Linked DNA regions of Zea mays: regions 1 and 2 are each linked to region 3. A link is a contact called in public Hi-C data. All regions are on one chromosome and are shown on one strand. Each heading gives the region's core, a stretch centred on a gene start, on an enhancer-like site or on the middle of the called end of the contact. The rest is flanking DNA. Distances are from core to core; before and after follow the strand shown.

Evidence for each region. A called contact is a pair of places that touch in the nucleus more often than the background predicts.
Region 1: a Hi-C map of leaf shows a contact between it and region 3, with 4 times the contacts expected there. The contact joins the promoter of LOC103632708 here to the promoter of LOC103632711 in region 3. A contact is called at or near these places in 4 of 25 Hi-C or Micro-C datasets (endosperm, leaf and tassel).
Region 2: a Hi-C map of bundle sheath shows a contact between it and region 3, with 2.7 times the contacts expected there. The contact joins the enhancer-like site here to the promoter of LOC103632711 in region 3. A contact is called at or near these places in 2 of 25 Hi-C or Micro-C datasets (bundle sheath and leaf).

Annotation. Positions count from the first base shown.
Region 1 is chr7:111,430,910-111,435,879 of Zm-B73-REFERENCE-NAM-5.0, forward strand. It overlaps LOC103632708 (probable plastidic glucose transporter 1), which reads left to right and starts at 2,371. Exons shown (of 12, transcript XM_020540979.3): 1 at 2,371-2,985; 2 at 3,081-3,213; 3 at 3,622-3,697; 4 at 4,424-4,540; 5 at 4,672-4,784. The coding sequence starts at 2,748.
Region 2 is chr7:111,739,792-111,744,729 of Zm-B73-REFERENCE-NAM-5.0, forward strand. No RefSeq gene overlaps it. Among protein-coding and RNA genes, the nearest start is that of LOC118472958, 47 kb to the right of the region's middle. Within about 2 kb of position 2,765, at least 17 of the 20 cell types and tissues checked have an H3K27ac peak or open chromatin away from gene starts, as enhancers often do. A contact at or near this core is called in bundle sheath and leaf, where this site is marked.
Region 3 is chr7:111,575,551-111,580,623 of Zm-B73-REFERENCE-NAM-5.0, forward strand. It overlaps LOC103632711 (monoacylglycerol lipase), which reads right to left and starts at 2,707. Exons shown (of 7, transcript XM_008654456.4): 1 at 2,047-2,707; 2 at 1,165-1,203; 3 at 1,020-1,090; 4 at 285-349; 5 at 85-177. The coding sequence starts at 2,477.

The sequences.
Region 1 (4,970 bases), core at 1,121-3,620, 140 kb before region 3:
AGGTCGCGGACCGTCCGGCCCCAGGCCGCGGACCGTCCGCGCCTGACCAGAGAGCACCGCCGCCGGTTTTTCTTGAGTATTTGACGCTCCGAAAAGGCGTCAACAAAAATCATTTCAAGCTTGGATGCGGTGGCTGCGTGCCTGCGCATTTATGATACTCCTAGTAAACTGCTTTACGGAAAGAACACTATTAAACTAAAGTAAATTACCCAAACTCATGAAGTATTGCTTATTCAACAAAAAAGGTGGTATACGGTACAATCGATGCATATATACAGTTTGTCTAAGAATAAATGTCAACAATTTACCACATTTATAATCGATTAAATCTCCACGATACAATATCTTTGCACTGGCTTCCTATTAGTTTATTTATTTTTTCATTTGAAAATCATCTTTGGGTTGATTTTCAAATTTCAACACAGGCTGGAACAACGGCAAGTCGGGAGGGAATGCAGTCAATGCACCAACGCCGAGTCGCCGAGGAAACGCAACCTGACACTGACACTTGGCACGCTCCCAGTCACGAGCCGGAGGACTACGAACCCCGAAGAAAATTCCGTACATATCGGATGTAAACCTTATCTTTTACGGTCTCTCACATCCATCACTCGAAGGCCCACAAATACAGTTTAATTGTAGGTTTTTGGACAAATATGGTCGGCGATAATTGGCTAAGGAGGAGGGGAGGAGGAGGAGGACGGCGGACGAGACAGAGCAGTAGGACGACCTTGTCCAGCAGCAGACGGCGCCTCATGACGACGACGACCAGCAGCAGGACGCCTCAGGTTCGAGGAACATCTACCTGCGAGGTCCCGCGAGTCTCCCTCAACGTCCCATACTTTGGGACAGGCGACCGCTGATTCGGCCGGATGAGGAGAGGTATGTAACTTTATGTTCTTCATTCTTGTTCATATTATGTGCTCAAAATCATAATATAAACTAATACTTTTTATTTATCACAGTCTATGAAGGTAGGGTCTTGCATAAACTGGATCTATTTTCTCTTCATGACTGTTGCTGATGCACGTGTTATTCCTACCATTCGTTTTTGTTGTTCAATCCAATCATACGTGGTGAAAGCATCAAAATTAGATACATAAGTGATAGGATTCAGGGTTCCACATCTTTTCTATATGCTTTAAAAACATTGAAGAAACCCAATTTTTTTTATTAATAATCATTATCATTTCAACAGAGAATAAAACATGACAGGATGACATCTTTGTATGGATTGGGTGTACATCCATTTAGTGCATATTCGGTGTCCCACAACAATTTAAGGCATGAAACAGAAGAGGGTGAATTATCTCCTAATGGTGAAATGAAAGAGGAACACTTCTGTGTTTGCTCAGATGAAGCTGTAGATGGAACTTCTAAACAAAATGAAGGTTCTACCAGCAGATTTAATGGAAATGACTCATTTTATGTTCTGTTCAGGCTACATCAAGTTAGTTTATTTTTCTTCAATAACCTCTATATAAGTTTGTGCTTATGTGGTCTCATTGGCTAACCTTTATTGATTGCAGATCTTTTATATGAGAGAATATTGTCAGCTAAGACAAACTGTTCCACATCAAACAATAACTGGAAAGCTTCAAGGCACATAAATTCTCCAGATCAATATCCAAGGTATTTTAGTGCAGGTTTATCAGTGCACTATACAACTTACTTGATGGTTCTTCTGAGGAGAAGCCCGCGGCGGAGAAGACGACCGCCGGGAAGAAGCCCAAGGCGGAGAAGCGGGTCCCCGCGGGCAAGTCTGCTGGCAAGGAGGACGGCGAGATCAAGCGTGGCAGGAAGAAGGGAAAGAAGAGCGTGGAGACGTCGCGCCCACATTTATCCTCATCGAAGTGGAGGGAGTGGAGCAGTTCAGAGGGAGATTGTGGGGGATTGCAGCTGGTGCAGCAATGGAGATCGTGGCGCGCGGGGGTGGGGAGCCCTGGCGATGACGGCGCACGGGGATGAGCCTCGTGGCGCGCGGGGGTGGGGTGCCCTAGCGACGACGACGCGCCAGGGTGGAGCGGAGGTGGACGGCGCGCGGGGTGGGCTGTGGAGGAGGACGACGCGCGGGGGTGGGCCGCCCTGGCATTGACGGCACGCCAGGGTGGAGCGGAGGAGGACGGCGCGCGGGGTGGCCCTATGGAGGAGGACGACGCGCTGGGGTGGGCTGCTCTGGGCCACAAGCAGATGGGCCTCCCAGGAAAAGTGTAATCCGTGTTGGCAATCTAAAAATAATACCATATTGTTCACTGAACTGTGCACACACTTGTTTATAAGGTCTAGTGCGCACCACAACATGTGTAGTCTTGGTTGGCTGTGAGCTTTAACCCACGCTGCTAGCTTTTTTGGTAAAAATTTGGTCGCGGTGCGCGAGACGCTTGGGAATGGGAAACGGGTCACATGCGTGGGTCACATGCGTGGGACGCTTGGGAATAGGAAACAGATCACATGCGCGGAATGGGAATGCAAACACACAGGAATTGAGAATGGGAATGACAGAACCAGGAATGGGGCAGCCTACCCCCTGCGTTCTTAATTAGTAGTATATAGATATGGACTAGCAGCTAGTATATGTAAGAGGCTGTAAAAAGATCCTTTACATCCGGTATGTAAAGAAGTTTTTTCCGGCCGGGAGCCCTTCTCCTCCACCACCCGTTTCTCTTTCTCTAGGCTCGCGCCTGCCCCGCCTTCGTTGTCGCGCCTGCCACCTGCTCGACGAATCGCCGCTTCCGCCCCACGCCGCGATGCCGACGCCCCTCGCCGCGGCGCTGCTGCCACTGCCCGCCTCTCCCGCACTGCACTTTCCGCGGCCGCGGCCCGGTCCCTCATGGCGTGCGCGGCCGGCCGTGGTTAGGGCGGCCGCTCTCCGCGCCCTGCCACGGCGCCTCGAGCTCTGTCCGCCGTGCCTTGCGGCGGTCGAGAGTAACCCGGCCCCGCCACCCTTAGCTCCGCCACCGCCGGACGAGGCGAGCGCCGGCTCAGGTGCGGGGGCAGCGCGGCCGCCTTCTGGATTGTTGGTTGCTCCCGCTACTGCTGGTGCTGATGGATTGACACGGGCGTTGATTTCGTCGTGATAGGCCTCGATGCGAGGGCCGGGGGAGGTGGCGGTGGTGGTGACGGAGGTGGCGGCGCTGATCTTGGGTGGTTGAGGGCTTTCCCGCATGTGTTCACTGCGTCAATGGCAAACTTCCTATTCGGTTACCACATTGGGTGCGTGCAGTGTGCTGCTTCAATTTATATTCAACTAGCTAATTGATTTTGCATCGTAACCTCGTTTAGGAGTGATATGTCTGTGACTAGTTATGTCACTCAACTGATCACTGGTGCCTATTCCACCACTGCATGGCGTCATAGTAGAGAATGAATGACTGCTCCCTAATCCATTTTGTTTGAGAACATTTTCAGTGCTGCCTGCACTACTAGTTGAATATGCCAACAAGTTTATTTTGGGAAATAATATGCCATTTGTAATAATGAGAAAATGGACTTGGATTATCTTAATTTATAGGTATGTGACTCTTTAGTGGGCTGTGTCATCCAATGTATTGTACATTTTTATGTTGCAGATATGCTTGCTGAAGCATTGAACTTAAGTCTTGGTGCATGATATGGTTGCAGGGTTATGAACGGTCCAATAGAAGATATTGCAACCCAGCTTGGTTTTCAAGGAAATCCGTTCCTCCAAGGTCTTGTGGTGAGCATATTCATTGTTGGTGCCTTTTTTGGGAGCTTAGGCTCATCTGCATTAGTAGATAAGTTCGGCTGCAAGAGGACCCTTCAGATCGACAGTATTCCATTGATTATTGGAGCTCTCCTGAGGTTTTTACTTCCACTTTACCGTGTTCTATATTCCTGAAGTCCTGACTTTGCATAGTTTCTGCTGACCAGTGTTATGCCCGGCCTATAATATCAGAGGCGCAGGACCCATGGGGATAAGCCCATATCAGTAGATAAGAGATAATCACCATTAGTGGATAAGAACATATGACAGTTAGTTAGATGGATAGCTGCCTTATCTTATCATAAGATTATTAGATCTTGATAGATTAGATGGATAGCTCCCTTATCTTATCGGATGGTTGTTAAGATGTACTAGGCGGCCTTGGCTATATAATGCCAGGGAAGAAAGGAATAAAGCAAGCAATTTGCAACCAATCTGGACTCACCTGCGCCTCCTGTTCCCTCCCGCAGCCTGTGATCACGACGCCCAAGCGCCAACCACAACCTGCGACCAATCGCTTGCCAGCCCCTCATCTCTTTTCCCTATGCCATCTTCCCGAGAGGGCAAGGAACCCTAACAAGTGTAGTGTTTACTTGTATTGAATTTGGCCATCAAGTTTCAGAACTTCCTCTCAGCAGCATTTCTATTTCATACATTACCATTTGTTGTATATTAAGTTATCATATTTTTTTCCTTAAGGGAAAGCTATGTTACAGTGCACAGGCTGATTCTTTGGATGAGATGCTTTTGGGAAGATTCCTTGTTGGCATCGGGATCGGCGTAAACACTGTTCTTGTTCCAATATACATCTCTGAGGTAATTGACTTTTATTATTTTGTAACTGGTCATCGCTGTTATATGCTATCTAATCTATGGATATTTTCCTAATACTCTTTTCATGATTTTGTTTCTCTATATCTTTTTAACCCTTTATATGCTTTTTCTAGGTTGCTCCAACAAAATATAGGGGCACTTTGGGGACTCTGTGTCAAATTGGAACATGTCTAGGCATAATTGCTGCACTTTCCTTGGGGATACCTTCTGAGAGTGATCCACATTGGTGAGGCATCTCTTGTTGGCATTTATGCATCTTAATGATGTAAGTCATCATTTGTTTAAGTTTATTTCTGCTGCACTACATGATAATAGAAAAAAATAACAGGATGTACTCATCAAGGTAGGTGTATCACTCCTTTATTCGTGACTTCTCATTGGATAGAAGACTAGAACCAAGATATGCTAACGG
Region 2 (4,938 bases), core at 1,515-4,014, 160 kb after region 3:
TATGAATGCCTTAGAGATTTCTTAATTGCTAATGCTTTCAAGGTTGGGAAAGCTGATCCCACTCTTTTTACAAAGACTTGTGATGGTGATCTTTTTGTGTGCCAAATTTATGTCGATGACATAATATTTGGTTCTACTAACCAAAAGTCTTGTGAGGAGTTTAGCAGGGTGATGACTCAAAAGTTTGAGATGTCGATGATGGGTGAGTTGAACTACTTCCTTGGGTTCCAAGTGAAGCAACTCAAAGACGGCACCTTCATCTCCCAAACGAAGTACACACAAGATCTTCTCAAGCGGTTTGGGATGAAGTACGCCAAGCCCGCGAAGACACCGATGGGAATCGACGGGCATGTTGACCTCAACAAAGGAGGTAAGTCCGTTGATCAAAAGGCATACCGGTCTATGATAGGTTCCTTGCTTTATTTATGTGCTAGTAGACCGGACATTATGCTAAGTGTATGCATGTGTGCTAGATATCAATCCGACCCCAAGGAATATCACCTTGTGGCCGTTAAGAGAATTCTTAGATATTTAGTTTCTACGCCTTGCTTCGGGATCTAGTATCCAAAGGGGTCTACCTTTGACTTGATTGGATATTCAGACTCCGATTATGCTGGATGCAAGGTTGATAGGAAGAGTACATCAGGGACGTGCCAATTCCTAGAAAGGTCCCTGGTGTCTTGGAGTTCAAAGAAACAGACATCTGTTGCCCTATCCACCGCTGAGGCCGAGTATGTTGTCGCAGGACAGTGTTGCGCGCAACTACTTTGGATGAGGCAAACCCTGCAGGACTTTGGCTACAATCTGAGCAAAGTCCCACTCCTATGTGACAATGAGAGTGCAATCCGCATGACAAATAATCCTGTTGAACACAGCCGCACTAAGCACATAGACATCCGACATCACTTTCTGAGAGACCACCAGCAAAAGGGAGATATCGAGGTGTACCATATTAGCACCGAGAACTAGCTAGCCGATATCTTTACCAAACCGTTGGATGAGAAAACCTTTTGCAGGTTGCGCAGTGAGCTAAATGTCTTAGATTCGCGTAACTTGGATTGATCTATAACATACATGTGTTCTATGCCTTTGATCATGTTACTTCATGCATTTATATGAATTGTTACTTATTTATGGTGCTCAAGTTGTGCAAGGGATCCCCGGACCTCACAAGTCCATGTGTGAATGATGCACATATTTAGGGGGAGATGTGCTACAACTTGACCCTTTGATACTAATCTGTTTGTTTGAGTATACTTGATGTAGTCTCAAAGGTGCATTGAAAGGGAAAGGTGAACTTGGACAATGAAAAGACTTCCACTGCACTCCGGTATTAGTGTACTCACCTCCAAGTTCATACTTATGCTCTCATTGCCTTTTTGCTCTTAATTGACATTTTTGGTGAGGCAATGGGGTTAAAGGGCCAATAATGATTCTGTTTTGGTGCTTAATGCCAAAGGGGGGGAAATTAAGGCCAAAGCAAATGGATCAGCTACCACTTGTTAATTTCAAAAATAATAGAGTTTGAATTTTTGATTTATACAAAATACTCTTATTGCAAAATTTGGTCTCTTGTGGGGGAGAATTTTGATTATGGGAAAAAGGAGGAGTTTTTGGCACTTGATCAATTTTACTCTTGGAATAACTCTTTATGTGCTCAAACAAGTGTGTTTGACTTAGAAATAGGAAAATGAATTTGATTTGCAAAAACAAAACCAAGTGGTGGCAAAGAGCGATCCTAATATGCCAAATTATAGTAAAAAACAATTTGGTCTTCAATTGCATTGATGTTGCACTTCTTTTGGTTGCTTTTGGTTGTGTTGGCATAAATCACCAAAAAGGGGGAGATTGAAAGGGAAATGTGTCCTTGGGCAATTTCTATAATGTTTTGGTGATTAAGTGTCCAACACATTTAGTTGAGTTCTAATGTGCAAAATAAAGAGAGAAGTGGAAATCAAGGAAAAAGGTATGTTTCTAGACTTGGTAAATTGTTTTGTGTACTAACATGGTTATCCAAGTGCTAGAAATAGTGACTAAAGAAGAAGAAAGAAAAAAGGGAAAAGCTTGGCTCTATGCAGCCAATCCTTAGCTCGGTGTGGCACACCGGACAGTGTCCGATGCGCCAGACTGGTCCACGTGAAAGGGCCGCTCTCGGGACTCGACGGCGGCGTACGACTATAATTCACCGGACCGTCCGGTGGTGCACCGGACTGTCCGGTGAGTCATCCGCGGCGAACTCGTCGCCCTCATTAAAAGCAAAGGGGGTAAAATGAAGTTTCCAAACTAGCCTTTAGTGTTAATGAACTTGTAAAGGTACACCAAACAGTAAAAAATAGTTAGGGCTGATTTGACAACTCTATTTTTCTAAGGGATTCTTATTTTCGCAAGAAAAAATTAACTAATTTTCCTTAAAAAAATAGAAACCTCTTGGAAAAATGAGGATGACATGGATAAAAATTAGGCAAATTTGTATATTAATAGTATGAGTATTATCTTTGTCCATGTTCTTTAAGATTTCTGGGTCCGCGCCACTGAAGAGACTAGTACATACCAAACGGTTTTATGGGGACGTTTCGTTATATTTCTTTTTCTTTTTTTTTTGACTCGCCTAGCTTGGCAAGCAAAAGGAACTCCTTGTCCTTGGTGCGCACGTGAAACAAAAGCTGAATAATCTTGTCGTCGAAACCCGGCCCAGGCCCCAGGTCCATATATTTGGACTTACGTAACGTCGGTGTCAGCCCTCCCAAACCAGCCCATCTGTCCAACGGCCTACTGGGCCGCGGGCGACACAAACGGACCGTGCGTCCCTCTCTCCCTCCTCGGTTACCCTATCGGAGAGAGAGACACAGAAGTCAGAAAAGTGGCAGGTGGTCAAAGGCCCCCGAACCCAATCAAGGCAATCATCGCTCGGTTTCCGTTCCGTTGGACACCTAGTATACAGCTGCTGCCTGCCCCCTGTCCAGCCCTGGGTAGCCCGTAATCCAGGTGCGCTACAGTGTACTACTAGTACAGCCGTGACGAGAAGTACTCCGTAGTAGAGTAGTGTAGTCCTAGGCGGAGTAGCCCTCGCAATTACACCCTGCGTACCCAACGCACCGTGCCGCTTTGCTCTTTGGGGCGCGCGCTCGCTTCGTTGCTACGTACTAGTCGTCTCGTCCCTGGCTCCCTGCCCTGCGGCTTTAGCCTGCGCCGCTGGCTACGCCGGTGGGCTTGCTCGCTCTTGCTGACACTACGACCGTCGTCCACTGATTCGCTTCTCGCATGCACGACCGTTGCATGGCATGGGGCATGGCGACAGGCGGACAGGCGCTTCGACCGGGAACAGTTTCGGCGTGGTCCCCGTGTCAAATGCACACACAGCTGATCTAAGATTAAATTGTCAAAAAAAAATAATTACTAAGAACACTAGCTAGTTCAGTAGTACACTACTGATACTGTGATGAATAAATAAGAGAGGAAATGAAAGTTGTGCGCTTGGTTTCTACTGCCATCCTTAATGCGATGTTCTGCTCGCTGTACACTACCGAATCCATGGCTTTGCCGAGTACTCGGCACTTTGCCGAATGCTTTTTATCGGGCACTCGGTAAAGAAACTTTTATCGAGTGTCGCACTCGGTAAAGTCCCCCTCTCGGTAAACAACGCGTTTACCGAGAGCAGGACTTTCGGCATAGAAATACACTCGGCAAAGATATCTTTACCGAGAGTCAAGCACTCGGCGAAGGTGGCGCTCGGCAAAGGGTCGTCAGCGGCCGTCTAAAGTTGACGGCCGTTAACCTTTGCCGAGGGCCGAGTGTCAACCTGCAGACACTCGACAAAGAATTATTTGCCGAGTGTCATCTTTAAACACTCGGTAAAGTATATTTTTTTTTCTTTTCCCAACCAAACTTTTTGTGGTATGTTCCTACACTATGTAGACCTACATGTACCATTTTGGCACAATTATAAAAGTGTTTCCTATAACTATTGGATTTAGTTCGGTTAATGGAATTTTCTTATATAATTCAGATTTGAGCTGCAAGTCACTCGAAACTTGAAAAAACCGTGCATGCAAAAATGATATACATGCTATTTAGCACAAGTTACGACCGATTTTAGGAGCGGACCAGAAACTTCGAGCACCAAGCTCACTAAACATATGGTCGTGAACTTGCCATCCAACTGTTTTAAAATTATATAAAACACAAATAAAATCTGAAAATCATGAATTTTTTCCACATGTCATGATATCATATATAGAGGTCGTGATAAAAATTTGAGAATGTTTCGAGAAAGTTGTGAGGCAGTATGTGTAGAAACCTAAGAGAACTACGTTGAAACTCTATGATTTCATGTGTAGTTCTCTTAGGTTTATACACATACTGTCTCACAACTTTTTTTGAAACATTCTTGAATTTTTATCACATCCTCTGTATATGATATCATGACATGTGGACAAGTTTCATGATTTTTTGACTTTGTTTGTGTTTTATACAATTTTTAAACATGTGGATGGCAAGTTCACTGCCATGTTTAGTGAGTTTGGTGCTCGAAGTTTCCGGTCCCCTCCTGAAATCAGTCGTAACTTGTACTAAATAGCATAAATATCATTTTTGCATGTACGGTTTTCCATGTTTCGAGTGACTTGCAGTTCAAATTTGAATTTTTCGAAGAAATTCAAATAAACGAACTAAATCTAATAGTTATATAAAACACTTTTATAATTGTCCCAAAATGGTACATGTAGGTCTACATAGTGTAGGAACATACCACAAAAAGTTTGGTTGCCAAAAATCAAAAAATTAAAATATACTTTGCCGAGTGCCAAGGGGATGACACTCGACAAAGACCCTAGAACAGACCTTTGCCGAGTGCTTGTCCGTTGGCACTCGGGAAATATGCCTTTGTCGAGTGCCTGTCAATTGGCACTCGGCAAAGACGTCTTTGCCGAGTGCCCGCGA
Region 3 (5,073 bases), core at 1,457-3,956:
GAAAAATAATTGAAATTCCAATCCTGCTTATGTGACTTACGGTCTTACTGAAAAGGTCAATTAAGTCAAACATTATTGCTTTACCTTCAAAACAATAGCTCCACCTGTGGAGTGCCCAAATAAGAAGCACGGCAAACCATGGTTTTCCTCCAATACAACATCCTCCAGAAATTCTTTCTGCACAGGAAGGAACTTCAAAAATAGATTGAGAAAATACTGCAAGAAAAAAAAACTGCAACTTGAAATTTATATCTGTGCACAATTCTGTATGTACGAAACAGTACCAAGTCACCAACAGCATGATCAAGTGACGAAACATATCCATGAACTCCATCACTTCCACCATGTCCTTCGGAGACAAAATACAAGAAGATGAAAATCAAACAACTGCCAGATACGCATAACAAGAGAAGAAATGAAAGTAAAAAAATCAGTTCCATGCCATAGCATAGAAGAGAAAGGACTAGTTAAGAGTAGCACATGCAACATTGAGTCAATAAAAAGGTCCAAGATCTGCTAAATATGAAAACCTTCTGATCACTGCACTTGTATCATTATATCATTTATAGCAGATATTCAGAATAAAGTCCAAGTCAGACTCAATCTGGCCCAACAGCTCTGTTTAGTCAAAATAAAGTATAAGAAACATTTGGAGAGGCTTTCATTGAGACATCCTACCACAATGTGACATGCAGAATTAAACAGAGGTAGCGACCTCATGATACTGAAGCTCACTGCAGTAACTTGAAAGGGAATGATGGACTAGTCTTTAGCCATCTAAATTATGAATATATCACTGGAACATTTGTGGTGTTGTGGACCGAATAATCCCTTTCAAGAGTAAGACCATCTAAAGTTCATAATATAATAGTTTTATTTCTAGACTGAAGATCTTAAAATCAAGCATCTTATATTGTCTTAGAGGCAATTGATTTACATGGTCTTAGTGAGACCACTCAAAGCAATACACAGATTGCACCAAACTAACACTTGAGCACTAATATGTGACAGTAACTCACCAATCCAGTCCATGGCATAAACTTTAAGCCCTTGATCATTCAACAGTTTTGCGAAATGGCTGTACCTTCCACTGTAAATCAATGCTGTCAGCAAAAGCCACTATGTAAAACAATCATGGAATACATTACAGCATATGTTCTGTACCTATGCTCATTTAGACCATGCAACAGTATAACAACGCCCCTGCATATTTGAGAAGCATGAAAAAGTAAAAGACAAGTTAATTACTAGAATGAAATGAAAAAATGAGGCTTTCAAGGTACTAGTGTATCATCTCATGGATTAAACTGGTAACCATTTCATCATTCATGTACAGTTCAAGATAATATGCCTCCTGTAGGTTGAAGGTTTCCAAAACATATAACACATGTAGGTCTTGATATCTAGAACATGCATACGTGTAGGCAACATGGCCTTGGTATTTGTAAATCAAGTCTACTTTGCTAGTGCATTCTTGTATCCATATCATCACTTGAAAAGGTACCAACAATGCACAATTCAAAGAAGAGCTGATACTAATCAAATCATCTAGGAAACTAGGATTCTTTCGATCATTACCAAATACCAATACAAACATGCAAAGAAATCTTCTAACCATTAGGTGTGAAGTGGGTCCAATAGAATACAGTCCCCAACAACATTTCCTTGTAGTAACCCCACTTTTGCATGATCTAATCCTAAAGAAGCTCCAGAAGAGACATGCAAGCTTCCGGCCCCAGTAGAACATAACATCGACATGTTTTCCAATCCCCTTCACTACAAGACAAACTGATTCCCCTAATGCAAACAGCAACAACAAAAAACAAAAGGATTTTAATCATGCACCTGCTCGATGCTACAAACACGGCAACACCACCAAACCATCTAACAGATCAATCCCGCCAAAATAACACGGTCCTAAATTATCTCAACATGTCAGGTTTGAATACCCAACCGCTCGATTTCATCACGTTCCAACACAGCTCGCACTTATATGATTCAAAAAAAGGAAGTCGCGGGTTAGTGGGGTAGGGCAGATGTGAATACTTGAGGCGATCGTCGGCGGCCGGAGTCCACGATTGCGTGAAGAGCGCGTCGCCCCTGGCGGTCTCGAACACGGCGAAATCCCTTCTGCTGCTCCTCCTCCTCGTCCCCGCCTCGTTCGCCTCCTCCTCGGCCTCCTCTCGCAGTCTCCGGATCGCCAGCTCCCGCCTCACCGTCGCGTCCATCTCCACCGCCGTCTTCTTCCCCGTGTCCCCTTCCACCACCACCACGTCCTCCTCCTCCCCCTCCCCTTCAGCAGCCGCAGAGGCCATCTCCGGAGCGGGCCGTGGTACCGCGAGACAGAGCCGCCGCCGCGGCTGATCCTGCGGCCGCGCAGCGGCAGGCAGCGTGACTAGGACGCGGACCACCGCCGTCCTCGACGGCCGGAGCGAGGGGAATGCCCCTGTCGGCGACGCCGCGGGTGGGGCCCACATGTCAGCGAGGCGCCGACTAGGCCGGAGGAGGGGGAGAAATGGAACTTTGGAAGCACGGAATGGGACAAGGGACAGGGCAAGGGATCTCGGAATAGAAGCTTCCCCGATGATGGTTATATAAGAAAGAAATCTCCCATCAATTCTTTCGCGCGGCCGTTATTATGCTCCCCCGAATTTTTTTATATAGACACACACGGAAAAAAATTTGGAATCCCTCACCCTCAACAGCGAGAAATTTGTGATTTTGCCACTCTCAATTTTGGTTGTCTGTTATTATGTCATCCCGTGTCTATGACTGGTGGGACCATCTGTGTCTATGATTTGTGGGTCCGATGGCATACTGGCGAAGCCCATAAATCATAATGGCAAAATTGCCAATGTCTCCCTCAACAGCGCTGGCCTAACCCAGGACGCGCGTCGACGTGAGTTTGACACGTAGGTCCAAGTGCGGGAGTTGAAGCGTCTTTGTTGGATGTCAGTGTATGTAGGTCAAAGTTCACCATCTCGTTTAAAACCCATATCTCGCTTATCCCCGAGAACAAGACACAGACGAAAACCGTCCAAAAGCCGCTAAACTCCAACGATTTGTAATTTTAATTTGAAAAACGGTTTTCAATGTTCTTGAGCGGTTTTCGGTAAAAACATGCTTGAGTTCGGATTAATGGTTCTAAAAGAACTCAATTTTCTGACACCAAAAGATAAATTTTTGAACAACAAATATATTTCTGAACTCCTTGAGCCCTCTATTTTTTATAAAAAAATTCATAATTTTTTATCAAGATTTTTTCAAATGAAATTAATGAAAAAAATCGTCAGAAACCAAAACCGTCTATCTACGGGAACGGGAAATATGGACGGAGATTTCCCGCACGAGATATCTAACCTTGATGTAGATGGACTTGAAAAGGGTATGTGCGGCAGTTTTCTTGGCATTGTATTTGCATGTGTCGTGGTTTTAGTGGAAGCGTAGTGGGCGAACATTGATGGCTAGTTTGGTGGACAGGTAAATAGAGGGGATCCATGGGTTGATTCAAACCCATGGACCCCCTTCATTTTCATGTCCACCAAACCAGTCCTAATGGTCCATTGGTTGCTGAAGGCTGCGTTTAGATGAGATACAAATCGAAATCTAGATTCTATATTATCTAGATTATACATTATCCCTATCTAGTTTGTTTGGATTGTAGATATTTGGAGCTTTATGTTCAACTTGTATTCCCTCATTGCCCCTACCTTATCTGATGTTGTTTGTGTTTCTCTGCAGAGTTCGATGCCATTTGTTCTAGTTAGTCTGGCCCATTCACTCTGGCACCAATCTCTGAAGTCCTTTGCCTTTACATAATGACACTTGTTAGAACTTTGATTGTGATGATAATCTTTAAAGAATGTGAGTAAAAGATTGTAGCTATACCAGTCTGCTATTTGTAGCCTCTCCTTTACCTTTGCCAGATTGGTTGGCAGTGGCAGAAGAAAATCGGTTGGCAATAGTAGAAGAAATTGGCAATCTGCATGGCTAAGACTTTTGACGATTCAGTGAATATTGATCCTTCATCAAGTTTTGCTCTGGCTCGACATTGTTGGAAACTCAGAACTGGTTATGATATCAGGATAAAGCATACAAATTCTCAGAAATTATGCAGATCGATATATCCATCTTTTATGATTAAAAACACCAATGCAAAAGGATCTTAAGTCTCAAACAAACAAGACATGGGAACGAAGCTTAAAATTTAATTCCAAAAGAAACCCTTTATATAATTATTTTTAGTATGTTCAATCATATTTTTCTAATTTACTTTATTAATTAATCCACTAATCCTCTGTAATATAAAACGTGCATTCCATGTTCTGCCTTTTCCGATTCCCCTCTCCCAGCATAGTCCATTCTCATCATTCCATGTTCTGCCTTTTCCGATTCCCCCCTCACCGTTTCCTTTCTCATTGCCCCTCCCCACAAAGCTCATTCCCATTCCCACGTACATCCCACGCCTAGCTAAAATTTAATTAAAAACAGGCCCCAAGGGGATTCAAACCTGTGACCCCTCAAGCAAATATGCTTGTAGCTACCACTACACCACATGTGTGTTTATGTCTACATCTATTATAGTAAAAACATATACTACATCTCTCCCGAAGCCCACCTGCTACCCTTGCACAATGTGTAGTAGTAGATAAGTATCACCGAGATTATTAAATTATATTTTTGGATTGAGGGAGTAGTATTTAAAGAAGAGTCTTGCATGCAATTTCTTTTGTTTGAATAATGTTTTCAACTTAAATTCTTTTTTTGCATGCGTGACATTTATTCTCCGTAATATTTTTCCATGGATCTGACTTATAAGTCATTTTCATAAATCAATGCCAAAGATGAATCCATGTTTCTTACCTGCAAACCCCAAACAAACACCACTAGCACGAGGCGCTCGTGTTGGTGTCGCTCATCGACGACGAGAAGAAGCTTGGCGACTGCCAGTTCAACCTCTGGAAGCAGTCCTACGTGGCCCATGCGCCGCTGTGTACGGCAATCTTCGGCGCAGCCGTCGCTTGGACGCGGTCCAGAGCGGCTGCATCGCGCTGTCCATCGTCAAACAGGGGG